2 separate regions of the Mus musculus genome follow, and region 1 is linked to region 2. Evidence: chromatin contacts called from public Hi-C data. All regions are on one chromosome and are shown on one strand. Each heading gives the region's core, a stretch centred on a gene start, on an enhancer-like site or on the middle of the called end of the contact. The rest is flanking DNA. Distances are from core to core; before and after follow the strand shown.

The links. A called contact is a pair of places that touch in the nucleus more often than the background predicts.
Region 1: a Hi-C map of rod photoreceptor shows a contact between it and region 2, with 5 times the contacts expected there. The contact joins the enhancer-like site here to the promoter of Arhgap27 in region 2. A contact is called at or near these places in 7 of 39 promoter capture datasets (the 3T3-L1 cell line, cranial neural crest, hippocampal neurons and 3 more), 3 of 484 Hi-C or Micro-C datasets (embryonic stem cells and rod photoreceptor) and 3 of 115 datasets of contacts at active chromatin or transcription factors (embryonic forebrain, embryonic stem cells and stem cell-derived neural progenitor cells).

The regions. Positions count from the first base shown.
Region 1 is chr11:103,944,318-103,949,321 of GRCm38.p6, reverse strand. All of the region lies in intron 1 of Nsf (N-ethylmaleimide sensitive fusion protein), which reads left to right. Among named protein-coding and RNA genes, the nearest start is that of Nsf, 7.2 kb to the left of the region's middle. Within about 2 kb of position 2,856, at least 3 of the 459 cell types and tissues checked have an H3K27ac peak or open chromatin away from gene starts, as enhancers often do. A contact at or near this core is called in rod photoreceptor, where this site is marked.
Region 2 is chr11:103,361,251-103,366,236 of GRCm38.p6, reverse strand. Arhgap27 (Rho GTPase activating protein 27) reads left to right here and starts at 2,545. Exons shown (of 18, transcript NM_001205236.1): 1 at 2,545-2,968; 2 at 3,903-4,030. Plekhm1 (pleckstrin homology domain containing, family M (with RUN domain) member 1) reads left to right here. Exons shown (of 12, transcript NM_183034.2): 12 at 1-1,962.

The DNA.
Region 1 (5,004 bases), core at 1,607-4,106, 580 kb before region 2:
GGGATGGAACTCTACCTTGGAACCATCTTTCCCAGCCAGCTGGCTCCTCCTTCTTTTTCCACATTTTACACTTTCAGCCATCTCCATGCTTCTTCTTCTGAAGAGAGTTCCACTCTGTCTCTCTTGCTATCGACTTTGACCTGCATTTCCGCCCATGTTTTATAAAGATAGCTACAAAGACTAATCAAATTCAGCTAAATACGTTTTTAAACCGATTTTATCTTTTGTGGGGGGCGGGGGGGTTGGTTTTCAGTTTTAAGGCAAAAAGTATACAGTTTGTCGCCACTTTTAGCTGTGCACAGGAAGCAGATGACATGGCAGCAGCTCTTTAGGGACCATGCAGGGTGTCTCTGTCCTCAGCTCCTTTAGAACAAACTCAGTGGATCTCACAAAACAGGGGAGAAAATGGGAAAACCATTCAGGTAAGAATAGTGGGCTTTGAGATCACTGGACCCATGGAATGTTTTACAGAGACACCGGTGGGATTTGCTTTTGTTGTAAAGAGGTCTTATGTTGAAGCTTATGAACACATAAGCTCATATGTGACTTGACAACCAATGTCAGCATTGTCACCAAGTTCTGGATCTTCTAAAGAACCTCTTCTTTGGGGATTTTTTTTTTTTTTTTAATTAGCTGTCGTTACCAAGACATGTTCTCCTAAGGAATGATACTGATGATATTTTGTGTTAAGAGCGGGTTTAGTTCCCCCTGTTTAGAACAGAGCCTGGAATGGATGCATTACACTCGGTAAGCTATTGCGGAACAAACCAGCTCCTTTGAAGTATAGTTCAGAATTACTGTTATCTCCTCAACTGAGCCGTCAGATACTCCTAAGTAATACTGTTGCTTCTTGTATTATCCTAACTGTTCATAACGTAGAACTAATGTAAACAACCACTTGGCTCTAATATAACTCTTTTTCTCTACCTGTAGATAAATTGAGTCTTTTTTTATTATTATTATTTAGCCTTCAAATCAGTTTAGAGTGAATTAAACAATATAAGTTTAATTCGTGTTTGCTAAATTAAGTGATGTGGTATATTGAGTATTACTATATACACAGTGCTTGTATTCTAATGTGTGTGTCTGTGTGTGTGTGTGTGTGTGTGTGAGAAATAATTCAATACATTTTGATCATGGTTTTCCCTCTTCCAGTTCCCCCAGATCTTCCCCACCCACCCAACCCTACACTCTTTCTTTCTCTATTTAGAAAATAAACAGGCAAACAAAAGAAACAAATCATAATTAAAAGAAAAAGGACGCCGGGCAGTGGTGGCGCAGGCCTTTAATCCCAGCACTTGGGAGGCAGAGGCAGGCGGATCTCTGAGTTCGAGGCCAGCCTGGGATACAGAGTGAGTTCCAGAACAGCCAGGGTTACACAGAGAAAACCCTGTCTCCAAAAACCGAAAAGAAAAGAAAAGAAAAGAAAAGAAAAGAAAAGAAAAGAAAAGAAATACACACACATAAATAAAACCCACTCAAAACTCATAAGACACAAACTAAATATATATATATATATATATATATATGGCAAATGGGTAGTAGAACAAATGATGCCCAAACAAGGCCCTGTGAGACAAAGAGTCTACAAAAATACTATTGAGTTCACTTTGTGTTGGCCATCTGCTGTTGTTCATAGGGTCTACACATAAGTGTGCTTAATATATCTATTAAGACTTTTTTTGGAGGAAATATAGTTGTTGTGTTTTTTTTGCAAGTGGATGTCAGTTGAAAATAGCTTCTTGGTTAGGGATGGGAGCCTGTGTCCATGTCCCTCTCTCAGTGCTGAGAACCTGTCTGGCTTGAATCTGTGAAGGCCCTGTGGAGGCTGCCATGGTCCCTGTTTGTTTGTATGTGTGTCAGTAGCTTAAAAAAAACATAATGTGTTGTTTTATGTGTATATGTTTTGTCTGCATATGTTTCTGTGCACTACATGTATCCCTGGGGAAGCCAGAAGAGGGGCCTCAAAACGCCTGGAACTGGAGCTGTAGACAGTTGTGCCTGTGGTGGGAATTGAACTCAGGACCTCTGGAAGAGCAGCCAGTGCTCTTAGCTACTGAGCCATCTCTCCAGTTTATGTATCCTGAGTACAACAATTCTCAGAGTGTTGTGCAGACCAGCGTGGTCAGCATCACCTGAGAACTGGCCAAGAAAGAGCTCCTCGGGCTTGCTTCAGGCCGAGTCCCAGACTCCGCCCTCCCCTTCAGCAGATGCTCCAGGTAGCTCTGCTTCCTGAGAAGGTGGAGAACTGTTGACTCTGCATCTTACTTCTCCAAGGTGGTCCCTTGGGAATTGTTGAAGGTCCTTTCTTTTTTTGTTGTTTAATGGATCTGCAATCTTGATATTTATAAACTTCAAGGTCGTCTTTTCTCCTCTCTAAATTCTCTGCTGGCATTCAGTTTTTCAGATAGCTGAGAAGTTGTAGTTATTTCTTACACTATATTGAATTAGCTCCTCCCATCCATCTTCCCACACAAAAAGTTTTAAGTGCTAGGTAAAGTGCTCAGGGCTGGAGAAATGGCTTAGCGGTTATGATCACTTGCTGTTCTGTTGGAGGACCCAAGTTTGGCCAGCGTCCGTATCAGGTAGTTCACAAGCGCCTGTGACTCCATTCCAGGGAATCTGATGCTTGCTTCTGGCCCTAGCAGACTCCTGTACACATGTGGCACACACATATACATAAATAATAATAAGACTAAATCTTAAAACTACTTGAATTCAAGCTGTAACTGGCTAGAGCTTAAGGAGTAATCAGGTCAGAACCTATGTGCAAGTGGGGATTAGACACCGAGTGCCTTTGCCTCCAGAGAAGCTTGGCGACCGGAGGTAAACATTGGTGGTTTTGGTAGAATCCTCTTAGTAAAGATCGTACCTCCAGGGGATACACCTTATAATAAATGTCAGCTAGGAATTAACTTGTTCCATCCAGGGAAACGAAAGGAAAATTTCCTGTCACACTTTGGTGCTGGGTCAAACAAAAACAAAATCCTCTTAACTTTTTTTTTCCTCATTGTATCACCTTGAAGTCTGGGCTTCTGATTTCATACCACTTGGTTGGTCTGAAACTCCTAAGCTAGTAGTTAGGTGTGCCCAATAGTGGCAGCACCTCCATGCCCCGCCCAGTAGCAGTGAGCAGAAAGCTGCTTGGAAGAACTCATCTTCCAAGAGCCTCAGGACTCAGAAAGTTCCTAAAAAGGAACTTGAAACATAAACACACACACACACACACACACACACACACACACACTCACAGAGTCACAAATGACACAGTCAAAACTCCACAAATGAGAAGTCAGCAGAAGCAGTAAAGAGATGGGTTGGAGAGCTGATGCCATGGCTCCATGGGTTAAGGCGCTGGCTGCCAAGCCTGATGGCTCCGGAGTTTGATCCCTAGGACCTAGACGGTAGAAGGAGAGAACTGAACCGAGTCCTACGTGACTGTCCTCTGACCTCCTCAAGATGAGGTGCACATAGTAAATAGATAGGGAGAGGCAGGCTTCAACTCTTGAGAATGCTTGAGTCCAAGCCTGGCCTGGTCTACATAGTGAGTTCCAAACCAGCCAAGGTTACATTGTGAGACCCTGTCTCAAAATAGCAAACAAAACAAAACAACAACAACAAAAAAAAAACACCCCCCCAAAAAAAACAAAAACAAAAAACCCCAAACCACCACTATCACAGACAAACAAACAAACAAACAAAAAAGGAGATGGGATTTTCAAAGGCTTCAGATACTGAAATTAGCTGATTGTCCTGGAACTCACTCTGTAATATCTACAGAGTGGTTGGTCTCAAACACAGAGATCTGCCTGCCTGTCTCCCAAATTTTTATACAATATATTCTAATCACACTTTCCTCCTCTGTCAACTCTTCCCAGATCCTCTCCACTTCTCCACACATCAAATTCTACACTCTCCTTAGAAAACAAAACCAAGGAACATACTGAAAAACCCAAAACAAAACAAAAACCCCCATAACTGCCCCCCAGAAGTCAAAATATACTAGCAAAAACCAAACACCAAAAAAAAAAAACAAAAAAAAAAAAAAACAAAACCAAAATTAGACAAAAAAGTCAATGAAAATACAATTGAGTTTACTTTGTATTGACTAACTACTTGTGGCCAGAAAAAATAAAATATTTGAAAAAAAATTTATTTGGGATTCCAAGGTTGTGGAAAGCAATGGAAAGGTCCTGAGAACACAGAAGGCAGAGAAGGGCGCTCAGGCTAGTCAGGCCCCTGGAGAGGAACTGTGAGGAAGCCATCATCTGAAGAGAGACCGCCAAAGAACCTATCGTTCTGCCCGTTCCGAAAGTCTAAAGAAGCCAGGTGTGGTGGCTCCAGTCCTAGCTGCGGGGGCAGAGGATTGCTGTGACTCTGAGACCAGGCTGGGCTACATAGCAAGAGACTGTTTCAAAACAAGAGCAATGGCAGTGCTAGTAATCAAAAGAAGTCAGCGGGGTCGTGTGGACGTTTAGCGGCTAGAACTAAGCATACGATGGCCGCTGCACCTGAGTGAATGGGGTGAGGGTTGGCGTAGACTCAAAACACTTTATGATGCTCTCCTCAGAAAGGAGTGAGAGCTTCTTGGATAGCTTTAGGTTTTATATATATATATATGTATATATGTATGTCTATCTATATATATAGATCTCTCTCTCTCTCTCTATATATATATATATATATATAGATAGATAGATAGATAGATAGATAGATATAGATAGATATCCAGAGTAACCACAGAAGTAATAAAAATATGAATAATAATGGGAAATTAAATTAAAAAGATTTTTTAAAGTAGAAAAATAAATATAGAAAAAATGCAATCAAGAGGAGTCAGAGTGATAAAAATAAAATAAATAGAAGCAGAGGCAGGTGTGGTGGTACGTGCCTATAATCCCAGCACTCAGGAGGCTAAGGCAGGAGGATTGAGAATTTGAGGCTAGCTTAGGCTCTGTACCAAGATCCTGTGTCAAACAATACTCACAAAATATAAATAAACAA
Region 2 (4,986 bases), core at 1,296-3,795:
GGCTTACCTAATAGCTGTGAGTACAGCACAGCAGGAGCAGGGGGTGACCAGCACCAGCACTGTCAGCACTTTGAGCCTTCCCTGCTCAGGAAGGCCATGACCTTGCCCACCTCATCCCCATGCCCCCTTACCCTGCAGGGTAGAGTAGGCTAGAAACCAGAGAGCTCCAAGCTCCATCTGTGGAGAGGTGCCATCCTTGGGCTGCAGAGAGAGGAGAATTTGCCCCAAAGCTGCCTGCAGAGCTTCACCACCCTTAGTCTCACAAAGCCTTGAGTTCATAGCATTTCTTGAGTTTTCACCCTGCCCAGCAGGACACTGCAGCACCCAAAGGGCTTCCCAGGAGTAGGGTTGCCCTCAAGAGGCTCTTGGGTCTGATGGCCACATCCTGGAATTGTTTTCAAGTTGATGGTCACAGCCCTGAGGCATGTAGGGGCGTGGGGATGCGCTCTGCTCTGCTCTCCTCTCCTGAACCCCTGAACCCTCTGGCTACCCCAGAGCACTTAGAGCCAGGGGCCTCAGGTGGAATGGAGGGTCTCCCTGGAAATGTGCCTGTCCTGTCTAGAGGAGGTTACCCCACCCTCCCTGAGGTGAATGAGCTGAGTCACCTGAAGCTTGAATTGTGCAATAAAACATAGGAGTAGGAAGGCAGATGGCAGAGGCTGCCAAGAGTTCATCTGTCCGTCATGGAAGACAGCGCTCACCAGTGGTTGAAACACCAAAGCCCCCAGAACCACCCAGTGTATCTCTATCTGCACCCCCGAGCTAGCATTAACACGTCCCCCAAACTACAACCTGATCAGAGCCTCCTTTCCTTGTTTTGGGATCCTGAATGGGCAAGAGTCTGTCCCCTGTGGGCCTGTCACATGAGGGTATTCCAGAACCTGTCTAGGAGATGGAGCCCTCCCAGTGTCTGGGCTGCGAGCATAAGAGCTGGCCCTGTCCTTGACTAAGCGACTGACTGACTGCTCAAGTGAGAGACTTGCCCCCACCAGAAGAGTGCTCACGTGAACCTCAGCAGTGCCCACACTATTGGAAAAAATGCTATTTTATGCAATATTCTGACAAGTGAGCCTTGGCAGTGCAGAGGAGAAACTGCTGCTGTGTGGTATTTGAGTGATTTTGCAGTAAAGAGCTGGCCTTTCTAAGCAGTCTTGTTTCTGAATCTCAATCATTTGGCTCTGGGGAAACACTACCTGGCTCCCCTTAGTCCTATGCACTGAGCATTTCAGGGTCCATGGAGCACACTTGCCTGACCAAGCAGCGAGGGAGAAGAGGTAAGTGAGGGAATGTAGGCTGCGGGCGCAGGTGGGTGCCTTTCTCTCTCTCTCTCTCTCTCTCTCTCTCTCTCTCTCTCTCTCTCTCTCTCTCTCAAACACACACACACACACACACCCTGTAAAAGCAGGACTCTGGGCATGGAGAGAGGCAAACAAGGAAACCGGGCCCTGGCACCTACACTCACGGATTAAAGACTCCAGAGGCCTGTCTACTGCTAGCCTTCCCCAGGAGCTCCAGGAGAAGCCCCCACCCCCACCAAACACCCCCACCCCCCACTGCCCCTGTTAGGACAAAAGAAGGAAACAGATTAATTCCTAGGGAAACCAGGTTGCAGAAAAATGGGACAGAAAAAGACAACATCCAGGGCTTCGTTTCCTGGCCTTGAGCGCCCTCAGCCAGTGGGTGGGTGCTCCTTGGCCATCTTTGAGGCAGGTTCTCAGGGCTCAGAGCAAAGGGAGAGGAACTGGATTTGGAGGTTGGGGGTGGCAGGCCCGGGGGAGGCGCCTGGCACTTGCGCTGCTGCTGCTGCTGTCTTTGGTTGTCTTTCCACCTTCAGCACAGTGCCTCTGAGGGCAGTTTCCCCTTTCCCCTGTCTAGAGGGGGATGGGCAAACTGGAGTTCTCATCCCCAGAAAGTGCCTCCTATAATGAAAGGAACAGGTTAATAAAATACATGCGCTCACCATCGTTGTGTTTAGTGTCTATTTCGTTTAACCGTCCCCACAAGCATGTAATGGGAGTAAATTGAGACTCATGGGTACTCCCATGTCTATACAGGCTAGCTTGTGGCACAGTTGGGCATCAGGTTGCTGTATGGACAAGGACCTGGCTGGCTGGCAGAGTGACTAGGGCAACTAGGAAAGGACAAAGGTAGAGTGGAGGGAAAGAGCTCACCCCTTCATTTTGTGCCTTCCCTAATGGATCCTAAGATACCCACCTCAGTGTGGACTTGTTAGTGGACAAAACTAGTCAAGTCAAAATATGGAAAAAGGAATTGGTGGAGGGCTGTCCAGCTGAACCCTTAGCCCTGCGACACTAGAGGAACATCGGCCTAGTGGGGGTGGGGGGCTCCCTTCTCTGCTCAGCGGCCCCTAATGGAGCATCTAGTTGAACCCCACTCTTTCTTGGAAGCCAGAGAAAATAAAAACTGGGTCTTGCCTTTGTCAGAAGTGTTCACAGGCACACCTCAGAGTGCTAAGGCTGCTTTCCCAAGAGGCAGGTAGTTTCCAAAATGGGAGGATCCCGCAACTGCACTTCGGCCGCCTGCAGAGTGGCCGGTGACTTCCTCCGACAAGGATGAGGGTCAGTGGGAGTCTAATCTGGTCAGAAGCTGAGAGAAACTGCCTCCCCCGCAGATCTCCATCCAGGCCCTGCCACCGCCTCCTCCCCGGAGACAGTCAGGTGTGGCCCAGGATCCTGGGGAAGAGGGGGGAGGGTGGCGTCTCTGCTCCTAGAGCGCTGGCCCGGCCCAGAGGGGACAGGAAGCCAGGACACCGGGGATTGTCTCTTGCAAGCACAGCCCAGTCCCGGCTTGGGAGGAAGTTCTGCCGAGCGCTCTCCGCCGGTTATATTGTTGAACAGGAAACAGGGCATCGCCGGAGCAGGGCTGTGGAGCAGGCAGCTCCGGACGCGGACCCCACGCGCGTCTGCCGGGACAAGTGGAAGCTAGGCCAGCGGGCGAAAGTTCTAAGGTGCCCGGGCCGGGCTGGACTGAGGGGGGAATGGCGTTGGGGAGGATGGCGCTGAGTATTGGGAGGGCGGGAAAGGTGCCCCCAGGTGGCCGTCCCCACCCTAGAGCCCCGCGCACCGCCTGCCCTTCTCGCTGCACTGGGGCTAGAGCAGTGCGAACCTGGAGGAGGGCCCGGAGGCCCAAACCCCGGGGAGGAGCTTTAGGTGTAGGGCTGCCTTCTGTCTGGGGGCGAGAGGTGAACCAGCCGAAGTCCCCCAGTGCTGACTTAGATATTGGTGACGCTATAGCTAGGGACGACCGGGAGCAGAAGATACAGGAGACCTACTGGCTAAGGGCGCCTTCCTCACCGCTCTCGCATCCCTCCCCTTCTCTTCGCTCACCCCAGATAATGGAAGGATCTGAGGCACAGGTCCTCTTGTCACACAACCGGAGACACAGCACTCCCCTGTCTGTGAGCGTCCCTGCAAAGGGACTCTAGTTTTTCCAGGCCCGGACAGGCTGCTCCCAGAGAGAGCCTCAGAGGGCGGAGGTGCTCCCGGAATGGGTAGTGCTCTTAATCTTGCTGTGAAGGGCTCACAGTTCGTGATTCAGGGAGCAAAAGGCCCCGCTCGGAATGTGCATGCCAGGACAAGACAGCCAACTCCGCCGGGCATTCCCAGAGCATCGCGCCCGCGGAACGCCAGGTCCTCTAGGACAACAAACCCCTCTGAGCGTTGAGGGGGTGGGGGGGAGCAGGGCCTACTGACTCTTGGGCTCTGCTCGCCTATCCATCAGCACCCCTTCCACTCAGCCCCTTCCCCATGCCTTTTTTTTTTTTCCTGGAGACCTCAAGGGCTCCAGCACAGACATTATGGCTTCTCCGCATCCTCTCAGACAAGCTGTATTGGGGACTAGGAACAGCCCTACTAAGTGTCGGTCTCCGCCTCTCCTCCCAGTGTCTCCTGTTTCGCGCTGTTTCTTCAGTCTCGGTCCTTGGAAGTCCCTCCCACAGATATGGTAGAGGCCTAGTCTGCTTCCCTCCGTCAGCCCCGCCCATGGGCAGCCTGAGATCCTCCCAGCTAACGTGAGTGCACGGTTGGGGTCCTGGGAAAGGGGGCGTAACCCAAGGGTACACACTTCTAGGATTCTGCTCGGCCAGCTCTGGTCTGCCATTTTACCATCTCTCGGGTCAGGATGCTCAGTGACTAAGTTTACACCCCTTCCATCATCAAGGAACTCTTGAAAAAAGAAATCAGCCTTAGCAAGACGGTGGACACCCCGCTGCTGGTCCCCAGGCCACCTTGTAGGGCAATAAACGGAGTGGTCATTGTAAGGTTTTGGAGTGACCAGTACTTCCGGAGTAGGCCACCTGCTTCACTTTGTTGAAGACACACAGTTGGGATTGTTCACGCGCGCACACACACACACACACACCAGGCACCAGACAAAACTAGCATTGGTGGGGGGGGGGGGGGTCGCGTTATAATGATCACTCCAAAGAGATTTAGAGGACCCTGGTGACACTGTTGCAATGCATTCCCTAGAAGCTACCCCCCCCCCCCCGGACAGGCACTCCTTGTAGGGAAGGACCCCTAGGCAGGTGAAGAGACCAGGAAGCCTCTTAAGAGGCTGCCGAAGAGCTGGCGTGCAGGGGGCGGTGCTGGCCCTAATGGGCGGGCCAGACTTCACGGTTCACGTGTGCGACGAAGCCACTGGGAAAGGGAAGAGAAACCCAGAGAACCGGTTCTCCAACCTTAGCTGTCCAAGCCCCTACGTCAAAATCACCGGATTAAATAAGACAGGGACACTTCTAAGGTAGAACAACTTGGGGGCTGCCCTAGAGCCTGCGCCCCGTCGTTAATCTCGCCCACCTAGAGGGCAAACTCCTAAAGGGAGGGGGTACTTAAGAGCTTTCCACGGATTCCCTGCAGGCTGGAGGCGTCAGGGTGTGGCGAGACGGGGGGCAGAAGAGCGACGGGAAAGGGGCCTTAATTCCCAATTCGCCAACCGGGAAGATGAGGTTCCCCTAACCTTCAGGCA